2 separate regions of the Sus scrofa genome follow, and region 2 is linked to region 1. A link is a contact called in public Hi-C data. All regions are on one chromosome and are shown on one strand. Each heading gives the region's core, a stretch centred on a gene start, on an enhancer-like site or on the middle of the called end of the contact. The rest is flanking DNA. Distances are from core to core; before and after follow the strand shown. Region 1 overlaps TRIT1 (tRNA dimethylallyltransferase, mitochondrial). Region 2 holds the start of TRIT1 (tRNA dimethylallyltransferase, mitochondrial).

What was found. Hi-C and Micro-C count contacts between places; a contact is called where the count stands out from the background.
Region 2: a Hi-C map of liver shows a contact between it and region 1, with 1.7 times the contacts expected there. The contact joins the promoter of TRIT1 here to the enhancer-like site in region 1. A contact is called at or near these places in 1 of 5 promoter capture datasets (fetal liver), 5 of 47 Hi-C or Micro-C datasets (alveolar macrophages, embryonic fibroblasts, epiblast stem cells and 1 more) and 1 of 2 datasets of contacts at active chromatin or transcription factors (alveolar macrophages).

The regions. Positions count from the first base shown.
Region 1 is chr6:95,639,662-95,645,764 of Sscrofa11.1, forward strand. It overlaps TRIT1 (tRNA dimethylallyltransferase, mitochondrial), which reads right to left. Exons shown (of 9, transcript XM_021095994.1): 4 at 5,275-5,386; 5 at 4,785-4,897; 6 at 4,457-4,534; 7 at 1,407-1,516; 8 at 968-1,085. Among named protein-coding and RNA genes, the nearest start is that of TRIT1, 41 kb to the right of the region's middle. Within about 2 kb of position 3,055, at least 25 of the 83 cell types and tissues checked have an H3K27ac peak or open chromatin away from gene starts, as enhancers often do. A contact at or near this core is called in alveolar macrophages and liver, where this site is marked.
Region 2 is chr6:95,681,205-95,686,918 of Sscrofa11.1, forward strand. TRIT1 (tRNA dimethylallyltransferase, mitochondrial) reads right to left here and starts at 2,613. Exons shown (of 9, transcript XM_021095994.1): 1 at 2,415-2,613. The coding sequence starts at 2,588.

The DNA of each region.
Region 1 (6,103 bases), core at 1,805-4,304:
GCCCTCCCCCAGCTGACAATGTGGTTCATTCTGCCAGAGTTAACAGTTAATAGAACTAATCCTTCTATTGGTTGGTAGAGGGAGAAAAATCTACTTCTGTGAGAATATCATGCAAACCAGTCCTCTGAACAGGAGGATTCCAGCCACTGAGTAAAATACAAGTCCTACTTGTGCCCAAAGGAGTGAGCCTTAAACAAGTTTCTAAACACCACGTAAATTCAAGGCTTGGAGGCCAAGGCCCTTTTGGACTTTGGCTGGATGACTGTAGAAATCTGACAGGGGAGTGCAGTGTGATTCTGTGGCAAAGACAGATCCAGACTCTGAAATGGGGAACTAGGACCTTGGCACAGGGCCGATCCTGGGCTGGTCAGGAGCGCCTTATGAAGAAGAGAGACTGCCTTCTTTATGCATGTCTGACCGTCTTGCTCTGAATGTTTTCTTCATCACGGGTTTAGCCACCAACACCATTTCAATGTATTACTTTAAAATTACTGAAGAGACACCACCTTTGAAGAATGTACTCAGGAGGAATAACTGCACTTCCCGTTCCCTCCCAGCTGTTTCTGCTTCTTTGGTCTCTCGGGTGAGTTGCCTGGCTTCCCTTACAATCCAACTTCACCTCCATCAAGGTCTAAACAGGAGAGGCCAAGAAACTCCTCCCCTACAGCAGGATTGTGAAAGTCAAAGGAGCTCTGGAAGGGTAACAGCAGACCTTTCACTATAAATTATCGACTCCAGCCGAAGCTGGAGGGCATATGATCTTCTTTGGAAATTCAGAATAGAGAGATAACTCTCCCTTTTGAGAAGGCCTCCATGAAATTTGAACATAGGCTCTTAGAGGAATCTGGCCATCTTTTTATAGACAAACAAGGAGACTCCAGCATTCAATCCAGCAAAGACCTTAAATTTCATGAAGTCAGTGTGACCCGCCCTTACAGATTTTTCTGTGCCCCACCCCAGACTCTACCTGCCCATTCACGGTCCCCAATGATGATTCGGTCACAGAGGTCACACATGTGATAACTCCTCTTGTTCTCAGTTTCACTGCTTGGCATATTTACTGGAGTGGCTGCAGGCTTGTGGCCCTGAAAAAACAAGGCAGGGATGGGGGAGAAGCATTTGATTCAAAGAGATCTGGATATCATTCTCTGATATTAAGAGGAGTGAGATTTTCCCAAGATTCCTTTTTCTCATCCCAGAGAGCAGGTGGGCTGTGAACAGATTTTAACAACAACCTTTCTGAATGTGAAAGTAGAAACGCAGCCTCCAGGGATCTAAAAGCAGCCAGCCCTTCTGCTGTATTCCATGGAAAAGAAGGCTTGGTTCCCCGACAGAGCAACAAAGGTGTCAGCTTAGGAAAGCGCTCTGAAAACCAGACAGTAGACAGTACCATAATTAATAATCACCTGGATGAAACTTTGCACGATTTCAAGAGCAGGTTCAAGAACAGACTCCTCCCACTTCGAGACATCAGATACTTCTAAGCCATATACCGGGGGGACACTGGGACCAGGTCCTAATGATGACAAAGAAAAGTTGTGAGGAGTTCCCGTCGTGGCGCAGTGGTTAACGAATCCGACTAGGAACCATGAGGTTGCGGGTTGGGTCCCTGCCCTTGCTCAGTGGGTTAAGGGTCCGGCGTTGCCGTGAGCTGTGGTGTAGGTTGCAGATGCGGCTCGGATCCCGCGTTGCTGTGGCTCTGGCGTAGGCCGGTGGCTACAGCTCCGATTCGACCCCTAGCCTGGGAACCTCCATATGCTGCCGGGAGCAGCTCAAGAAATAGCAAAAAGACAAAAAAAAAAACAAAAAACAAAAAACCAAAAAGAAAAGTTGTGAGAGGTCAGCCTCCAAGACCCGATCTATTCTACTCCCAAGACTCCAAAATCCTCAAGGGAAACATATGGAGTCAAAAAAATAAACATCTGACAATGCCATTCATTCTAACCATAAACATGAGCCAAGCAGCTACATACAATCCAAGAAAGACCCAGCAGGTTGACTGGTCTGCAGCCAACAAGTCTAGCTGTGTAATCCAGAGTCTCAGGTGTAGGATCTTCCAGACCAGTTAGGAAAACAATACCGGGTAACAGCTCTAGTGACCACTGTGTGGGCTACAATCTAATAAAGACAGCACACCAAAGGAAGAAACAACAGCTTGAAGTGAGGGCCTGTTCTAAGTTCCGTATCACCTTACAGTGATGTCACTCTGTGGCAAGAGAGTTCACAGCTTTAAGAGCAGACACAACTCTCAGGTTTGAATATATCTCTTCAGCAGTCTGGCATTCATGAAACTCATCAATGCCCCACTGATAACCATGGGCTAGCAATAGCAGAGAAGCAGCTAGGGAACTGCTGAATTTGAAAATTAGAAAAAAAAAAGCTTTGGAACTGAACCAGTTCAACCCTTCTTCCAGGAAATAGATCTAGAGGAGTAATTCAAGAAATACCCTCTGGTTAATACTTCTGAATGGAGATAAGATCGTAGGTAGCCAAAAGTATAGCTACAGGCATCTCATCGTCTGAGCCAACCATTCTTGGTCCCTGCTGATCGTTTCCTCAGGCTGTGGACACACTAAATTGCCTTCCACATCTAGGTTAAGTCAGTTGCCTGAAGGCAAAGAGCATCGCCTCATGGACAAAAAACATCAAAGTCCTCAGAATGCCAACGGCTGGCAGGTGCTGGCCTTTTGATTGTGCCAACCACAAATAAGCCTTCGTGAGCTGGACTGGGCTGCACCTGCCACCACACAGAAAGGTGAGAATGGGAGGGTGCAGGCAGCATCCACAGCACACCTGGCCTTGGCTAAGCTCTGCACCTGTTTCCAGGCCACTCTATATTTTCCTTTCCCCTCTAAGTCCTTTGTTGGGCTTCTGTGCCCTGTCTAAGCACCTTTCAACAAGTTCTCGGCTCCCAGCTGCTATTTCTGGCTTGGGTCCAAGGCCAAGCTGGGGTGGGGAAGTCCCTCTGGCTTCTTGCCAGAACCATATCCCAGCAGACCAGCCCTGGCCAATCACACACGGCTCCTGATTTACAGGGCAGCTGTGCCTTTCACTCTAGCACCAGGACTGTGCCGGCATACACATGAATGAGGAACGAGCATATGATGCGCAGTGCCATCAAGCCCTCGTGACTCGGAGATGGGGAGTTACTGTGGCTTTGCCACAGGAAGAAGTTCCAAATCATTACCAAAAAAACAAATACACTGAAAAATACAACGACAACAAAGAAACTCGTCTTTTGTTAGAGACTAATGGTTATTAGCCCTGGGGAGAAGACAAACTGCATTAGAAATCTGTAGCAGTGAAACTTCCGTTTCAGCTGAGCAAAGACTTCTATCTCAAAGGACATGCAGAGAAAGCAAGGTAAGTAGAAGAAAGTGTAAAGAGCCCCTTGGGACCGGAACTACACTGGAGATCTCTGGTAGAGAGTGAGAACCAAGAGAGGGATCCACGGTCAGCAACACAGATCAAGGTGTTTCTGTTCGGGGGACACTGAGGAGCACGGGGAGACCTCAGCTGTCCTTATCTGTAACTGAAAGCACAAGTCTAATGGCAAAAGATAAACAGGGGATGATTCAAAAGCATATTTTAAAAGTGCCCACAAGATAAAACTGGATTTTCACCAATATTTCATCTCCTTTAAATCAACCTCCGTTAGCTCGTGGCCACACAATTTCTTACTAGAGGCCCAATACTAATGCTGTCCAGCTAAAGCTATAGCTGAAGGAAACAAGAAGCATGGTGTAAAGCTGAGTGTGGACTTAGGAGTCAGGCCTGCATTCGGGACTCAACCACTTATGAGCTAGGGGATTTCTGGCAAGTTATTTAACTTCTCTAAGCCTCCATTTCCTTATCTGAAAAAGGAAAAGAATATCACCCACCTGGAAGGCTCAGTAATATATGTATTGCACCAAATTTAGCACCAAGGATGCAGTACATGGTCCAAAGAATGAGAATTTCCTTCCCTTTTCCTTAAAAGTTCTGTTCAACTGAGTTTAGAGGCCTGAAGTACCACGTGTTTGAACACGAAAGCAATGCTGGGAGAATTGGTGACGATTCTGTCTTTTCACACTACTCATCTGGTCCTAGAACCATTTTAATTAGGGAAATCTCCCTACAGAAGTGCAGTTGTTCTTCAGGTACAAAATTTGAAGCTAAAATTAACCCTGAGCACCAACGCTGCTAAGAAGGGCTTGCTATTTTGCTCTTACCTGTTCGCAGCCAGTACCCACTAATTCAAAGCATTTGACAGATGCTTCTTTGGGAAGAACTATTTTCTGAGGCATCGCAAGGAAATAACCCTGGACAATCACTTATGCAAAAGACCCTCCCCTCCAGGTCAGGTCCCAAATCTTAGAATAGATCCAGAAACTCAAGTCTGCTTTGTGGGTGCACTGAGGACATCTATGTTCTATTGAAAACATACCCAGGGAATAAGGAAAAACATGAGACTTACTGCTCAAAAAACGGTTTTTAACCCATCGGTTCTGCTTCCGAGCATATCTCTTAGTCACTTGTTTCAGAGCCTCAATACCTGAAAGATAAGGTAAATATAAGAACCTCTAAGCAATTCTCACTCTGCTGAAGGGCAGGCCCACCTAGCCCAACATTAAAAGAAAACTAGCCACAGCAGCACAGTGGTGGACGCTTGGTAGATGAAAATCACAACTCTGAGCTGAAGGCCATATGGGACTCTTTTACCTTCAGCTCTTTCACAGACCATACCAGCAGGATACTCTGTCACCGAAGGATGTCCAAAGCTAGGTTTGATGGAGAATTCACACCTTTCTTTAGAAGCTGGTTACTAGTCTCTGGTGTGCATTTTCCCTCAGTGATCAGGTACTGGTGAAATTCCTTGAAGCCAATTGATTGGAAGATACCATGTTGATAGTCCTGGCTGGGAACAGGAGAGCATCAGCGGATGAGCCATTGCATCTGAGAGCTAGCAGTGGCCCCGGACATGATCTAGCTGAGCCATTTCATCTCACAGATGAGGAAATTGAGATCCTCAGCAGTTACTACCGCTCTGAAATCCTTCCTCCACCTCCCCGACCAGCTCCCAGGTTACTTCCCTTGAAAATTAACTCCTAGGGATGTCTGACAGAATAAAAACTGCAACTGTAACAAGTGCACCAAACCTCCTTCCAACAAGCCTTGCCAATGCCAAGGACAAAGACTAATAAACAAGTAGATCCAAAGCCAGTATTATGTTTATGGTCTTTTGACCATAAGCAAGGGGTGGAGAGTAGGTGAAAGTAACAGCCAAGTCCTTACCTATTTTCTGCAACTTTCTTCTCATTATAGCGTCTGTGAAAATCTCTTAGTTCATCCAAGAGCCCAGCAGCAAGCATGTTATCCACCCTCTTATCCAAGCGCTCATCTAGAACTTGAATCAAATTAACCCATCAACCAGCAAGCCTGCCGTAGGTGCGTACTATACATGATGAATGCATAGGCTGCCACAAAGAAGAGAATTTGTTCAAGTGGAAGAAAGGGTTCAGAATCCAAAGATTATATAATAATTCATACTATATGTAGTCACATTTAAATCTCTACTATTCCAAAAAGTAGCCAAAAGAAGCTATTACTATGTAAAGAGAAAGCACACAATTACAATTATTTGGAAGAACAAGTATTTACTCTGGTATGGAATGTATATCCACTGCTTATTTTTTTATTTATTTTTGCTATTTTTAGGGCTGCACTCGTGGCATACGGAGGTTCCCTGGCTAGGGGTCAAATTGGAGTTACAGCTGCCAGTCTATGCCAGACCCACAGCAACACAGGCTCCAAGCTGTGTCTGCAACCTACACCACAGCTCAAGGCAACGCCGGATCCTTAACCCACTGAGCGAGGCCAGAGATGGAAGCCGCATCCTCACGGATCCTAGTCCGGTTTGTTAACCACTGAGACACAAAGGGAACTCCAAAGTATTACCTTTTTCTATACACTTATAACTGAGATTAATTTAACATCAAATTCCCACCATTTCAATTATGTTCTTCTATATCTCCACCATTGCTATTTTTCAGCCTACAATGACAGTAACCTTTTTTCCTACCTTCCTAAAAAGTCTGCATTTAGGAGTTCCTATTGTGGCTTA
Region 2 (5,714 bases), core at 1,363-3,862, 41 kb after region 1:
TGCAACCTATGCCACAGCTGCAAGCAATGCCAGATCCTTAACTCACTGAGCCACCAGGGAACTCCTGGGATGGACCTTAGGTATCGTCAGTAAAATACCATCTTACTGAAACCTATATAATATTACTCAAGTCTGAAGTCAGGCCAAAGATCTATTATTACTACATTCTTGGCTACTTTTGTATGCCCCTCCCACCTGCCCCCAAACCCAATTTATCATAATAGTGCTTACAATGAATGCTTCTTTTTTTTTTTTTTTTTTTTTTGTCTTTTCTAGGGCCGCCCCTGCGGCATATGGAGGTTCCCAGGCTAGGGGTCTAATTGGAGCTGTAGCCACCGGCCTACGCCACAGCCACAGCCACAGCAACGCGGGATCCAAGCTGCGTCTTCTACCTACACCACAGCTCACGGCAACGCTGGGTCCTTATAACTCCACAATGAATGCTTCTTAAGACACTGCATCATGTTACTTATCCCCCTTTCCACAATATGTACGATTACCTGTTGAATAATTTCCTTTCACTGCCCTACATTCACACTAAGCACATTTCACCTTCTAAATCTTCATTTATGTTCCTTCCTTTGATACAATGCCTTTCTTTCTCATCTATTCAAAATTCACCTATCCTTCAAGTCTCTTTTGATAGAGCTTTCCATGACTATATCAGCCTTCACTGATTTCTCTCTTCTCAGAAATCCTATGGTTTATCATAGAATCTAATACTTGTAGTCTCTCCCCTCCCCACACCTTGCAAAGCATCTTAGTTCGAACATTTATTAACTTGCTTTGTTTCATGTTTAGCTGGACTAGCTAGATTCTGTGAAGACAGGGACTGCAATTTTGTCTTGTGGACCTTGCAGAAAATAATACCTATCATATTTTTAGCACTTACTACATGCCTGAAATTATATTAAGTACTTCGCATATTTATTAATCTTGTTTAATCATCACAGTAAGATTACGTTGTTGATCTTATTTTTCCTATTTTACAGAAGAAACAAAGACACAAAGAGGTCAGGCTGAAGTTGCATATCTTTAAAAGACATGGCTGGGATTTGAGCTAAAGCCTGTCTCTCAAAGCCAGCACAAAGTAGGAACTCCCACTATAGTATAATAGGATCGATGGGTCTCTGCAGTACTAGGACTCGGGTCTGATCCCCAGCCCAGCACAGTGAGCTAAAGGATGCAGCATGGCCCCAGCTGCGGCATAGGTCACAAACTGTGGCATGGACTTGATCACTGGCCTGAAAACTCCATATACCAAGGAGCAGCCAAAAAAGAAAAGAAAAAAGTAGAAGTTGCACAAAGTAGGGGTTTCGAAAAAATATTTGTTGAATTATCCTAATCATCTGAAGTGTGCTGACGGCTGTGCCCCCAAACGAATTAATGAGAGTAGAAACCATGCCTGGAGGCTTATGGGGTACAGTGGGAAGAAGGACTGCCCCTCCTGTTGAGTACCTATCATGTGTTAGGTTCAGCACCAGGCATTTCCCGTTAAGCATCTCATTTACTCTGTGAAAACTCTTAACTAAATTCTCTTCAACAAACAGTGCTTGTAATTCCTCCATCAGATATTTACCTCAAATGTCACCCACCCTCAACTGGAGCACAAATGCTGCCAAGTGTTATGTGTACTACACTCCTTCTGGGCCTCCCTGTGGCTCAAGGAAGAGGGCAAAACCTCCTGACTCCCATCAGTCAGTAAGTTAATAATCTCAGTTGCAACACGCATTTATCGAACTCCTGGCTTTTTTCAGGACAGGCCGCCTTGCTCCTCATTCTAACTCGCGTGATCTCACTTATGAAGCATTACAGCCCTGTGAGGTAGGTGGCATTTTCTCCACTTCACAGATACAGAACGTCCCCAAACCATGGTTAACAATGTTTACGTCACGTGGGCGAAGGCAGATTCAGGACGAGAATCCAGGTCTCCGGACTATCGACCCTGCTCCATTCCCTCAGCAGAGACTCGTAGATAGTAACTGATTTATCCTGGGAACTCTAAATGGCAAAAGCTCAGGAATAACTTTCATTCAAAAAGTTATTTACTGGACGCCTATATGTCAACCTTGTAGGTTCACATGCCATCTCCGCCACGTATTCGCTACGTGACGTGGAGATAATTGTTTTCACCTCTCTAGGTGAATTCCCGCATCCGTAAATGGAGATGATAATATAACCTACAACCAACAGCAATGTCGTGAGAAAGTAAATGGGATGATGGACGTGAAACACCTGGCACGACGTCTGGCACAGAGTGGGCGTCTGGTCATTTTGGGCGTCCTTCACCCACCCCGCCGCCCCACAAGCCTCGGGGTTCACCCCCTACCACCCAAGCGCCAGGGTATCCATTCGGCCAGAGGCCGGCACGCGGCCTCCGATTGCACAGGCCGGGGACAGCCGCACTGTCATACCTGCATAGAGTCAGCGCTGATGATCTCGCCGCCAAGTCGCTGGCCTAGCTGTAGCGCTAGGGTAGATTTGCCCGTCCCTGTGGCCCCGAGAATCACTACAAGAGGGAGCGTTCGTTTCAGGTCCCGGAGCCCCGGGCCCACAGACACTGCTCGTGCAGCCGCCACAGCCGCCATCTTAGAGACGTCTGCGCTTGCGCTGGAGCAGCTGTCCCCATGGCAACCATTAATGCGCAGGCGCGGACCTCAGGTACCGTAGGGAGGGTGACTAGCGAAGGGGACAAACTTCCAAGCTCGGAAGCTCCCGATGTGACTGCTATCAACGAACTGCTGGAGTTCCCGTCGTGGCGCAGTGGTTAACGAATCTGACTAGGAACCATGAGGTTGCAGGTTCCATCCCCGGTCTTGCTCAGTGGGTTAAGGATCCGGCGTTGCCATGAGCTGTGCTGTAGGTCACAGACACGGCTTGGATCCCATGTTGCTGTGGCTCTGGTGTAGGCCGGCAGCTACAGCTCCGATTAGACCCCTAGCCTGGGAACCTCCATATGCCGTGGGAGCGGCCCTACAAAAGCCAAAAAAAAAAAAAAAAAAAAGCCCTAATTAAAAAAAAAAAAATCTTTAAAAAAAAAAAAAAAAAACGAACTGCTGTGAGAACAACTACTTCGTCTTTTAAGTGGGGGATGTTAGTCGTATCTAAAATAGATCTATTTTTATGCTTTTTTCACGGCACCCAGTTCTTTTTCTTCACAGGACTGCTTACAGTATGAAATTTACACAGACCTCTTGTCTATTGTCTGACTTTCACTCCAGACTGTCCTATAAAGGCAAGGAACAGATTCTGCCTAGGTCATTGCTGTATCTCCAGTGCTTCGCGCAGTACCTGATACGCAATAGACACCCAACAATTTTTAATGGAGAAGAGAATGGCTTGTCTACCTAGTGCTAAAGCCAATGAGCTCAGAGGTGTGGCGTTCTCCAGGATTGGATCTGCCTAGTTCTCAGGCAAGGGCGGCTGCTCTAATGTTTTCACCCCAAACTCAAGCTCAGACACAATCGGAGGGCAGAATAAAATTTTGCATCTCTTTGGTAAAAGGAGAAAAGAGATGGGGTGAAAACAGAGAAAGAACAAGCATGTGAACAACCCACAAGGAGTTCTTCTGTGGTACAGCAGGTTAAAGACACATTCTTGTCACTGCAGCAGCTTTGGTCACTGCTGTGACTTGGGTTCGAGCCCTGCCCGAGAACTTCTGAGTGTCTCGGGGTGACAGAAAGAAAGGAAGGGAGGAAGGAAGGGAGGAAGGAAAGAAAGGGCTTTAGAATCAGATGAACCTAGGTTCTAATCCCAACACTGCCACTTATCAGCTGCATGACTTCACACAATTAGCTTCACCTCTTAGCCTCAGTTTTCTCATTGTTAAATACCTCTCGGATTGCCATAAGGACAAAATGAAGTAATGTCTGAAAAGTGCTTGCTACAATGCCCTGGCACATAATAACCACCATTTGTTGAACACTTTGTATTATTATAATAGTAACACCCCATCTGCCACACTAAAGAGGTAAGGGCAGCAGCCTAAAGGCATAGAAATGTTCAGTAACGTGTGAAAAGTGCCTAAATACCTTTTCTACTAACCCCTTGTTAGCCAATTTAAGAGTTCTAATTGCTTTCTCTCTGAGATTACTACTTGGCTCTGCCTAGCTCTCAAGTCCCATCACCCTTGGGTGGAAGGAATCACTCCTGAATGTTTACAGTATATGACAGACCTGCCTGGAATGATTGCCAATAAATACATTTCTCAAACGTTTGGATCACCATTGGCGTAATGGCCACTTTTGCAGACCCAGCCTAAACCTTGTAGTCCCATGTATCCCAGGGTCCTCCTTTTCTCAATCCAGCCTGCTTTGATCAAAAGCCTTGTTCTCTCCAATTTGTGGTAACCGCCTGGGGCTAGTTTTAAAATCGAGATGTGTGGCCACATATTGGCAGACACTCTCACATGATGGTTGTTAACTGTAGAGCCTTTGCCTGGAGATTTTCCGAGGGTATGGTTACCATGACAACCACCAGACAGAAGGCAGGCTGGAGAAATGATGCAAATAAAGCAAAAGGGAGGCTAATTTCATGATGACAATCTGACCATGACAGGGTAGGCTCACTCACGATGGGAAAGCACTGTCCAAGTCATGACCAGGTGACTGTTATGAGAGAGAGAGAAACAGAGGGAGGTGGAATTTACCACTGAGAGACCAGAAGAGGGAGAGGCTGGTTACCAAGGCAACTGGGGAGTAAGGAATGAAAAAATGGGGCTTCACCATAGCAGCAGAAAATTGCTTCTAGCCAAGCAACACAGGACTGTTGCTATAGAAACAAAGAGAACAGGGATCCTGTAGACCATGGGGAGAATTATCACTGAAATACTGAGCAGGAAAGACTCCTAAATCAGAATGGAGCCTGTGGTCCAAAATAAATTAAGAGAAGTAAGAAGAAAAATCGTACCATTTCCATTCATGGTAATTCTGCCAACCCCACCAAAGGAGAATGGAAGCATGTATTTAATATCTTTAGGCTATTTTATTTGTACCTCTGTCTCCCTAATGATATTCTCAACTCTAAATTATACTAAAAATTGTTCCTGAAAGATAACCTGTAACTTGAAATCCTAATTGGAGAGATGAACTTCAAGAGAAAATTGGGAAATTCAAGTCTATGATTAGGAGTTAATGAGTATTTTTTAAAAACAACATAAAACCCTCTAATAGGAAGCTTGGTGGAGTAATAAGGAGACAAAAGGTGACAAAAGGGAGTCAGGAAAGCCAGTTGTAGTCATGCCCAAGTATTAGCTCTGATCCTTCTCTGCCTTGTATGAGGCCAGATAGGAAGCATCTCAACCTATTCTGAAAGATAACTTAAGATGAAGAGAGTCTCTCCCTTAAAGTCTATGTGTATATCTAGAGGTGGAAGATAAGGAAGCCCATCTTCAACATATTCCACTGCTTAGGAGTTCCCATGGTGGCTCAGTGGAAACGAATCTGACTAGCATCCATGAGGACACAGGTTCAATCCCTGGCCTCACTCAGTGGATTAAGGATCTGGCGTTGCTGTGAGCTGTGGTGTAGGTTGCAGACACGGCTCGGATCTGGCGTGGCTGTGGCTGTGGCATAGGTCTGCTGCTACAGCTCCAATTCCACCCCTAGCCTGGGAACCTCCATGTGCCACGGGTACAGCCCTAAAATGACAAAAAAAAAAAAAAAAAAGACAAATAAATAATAAATATTCCACTGCTTACAGATTATTTGGGGTAA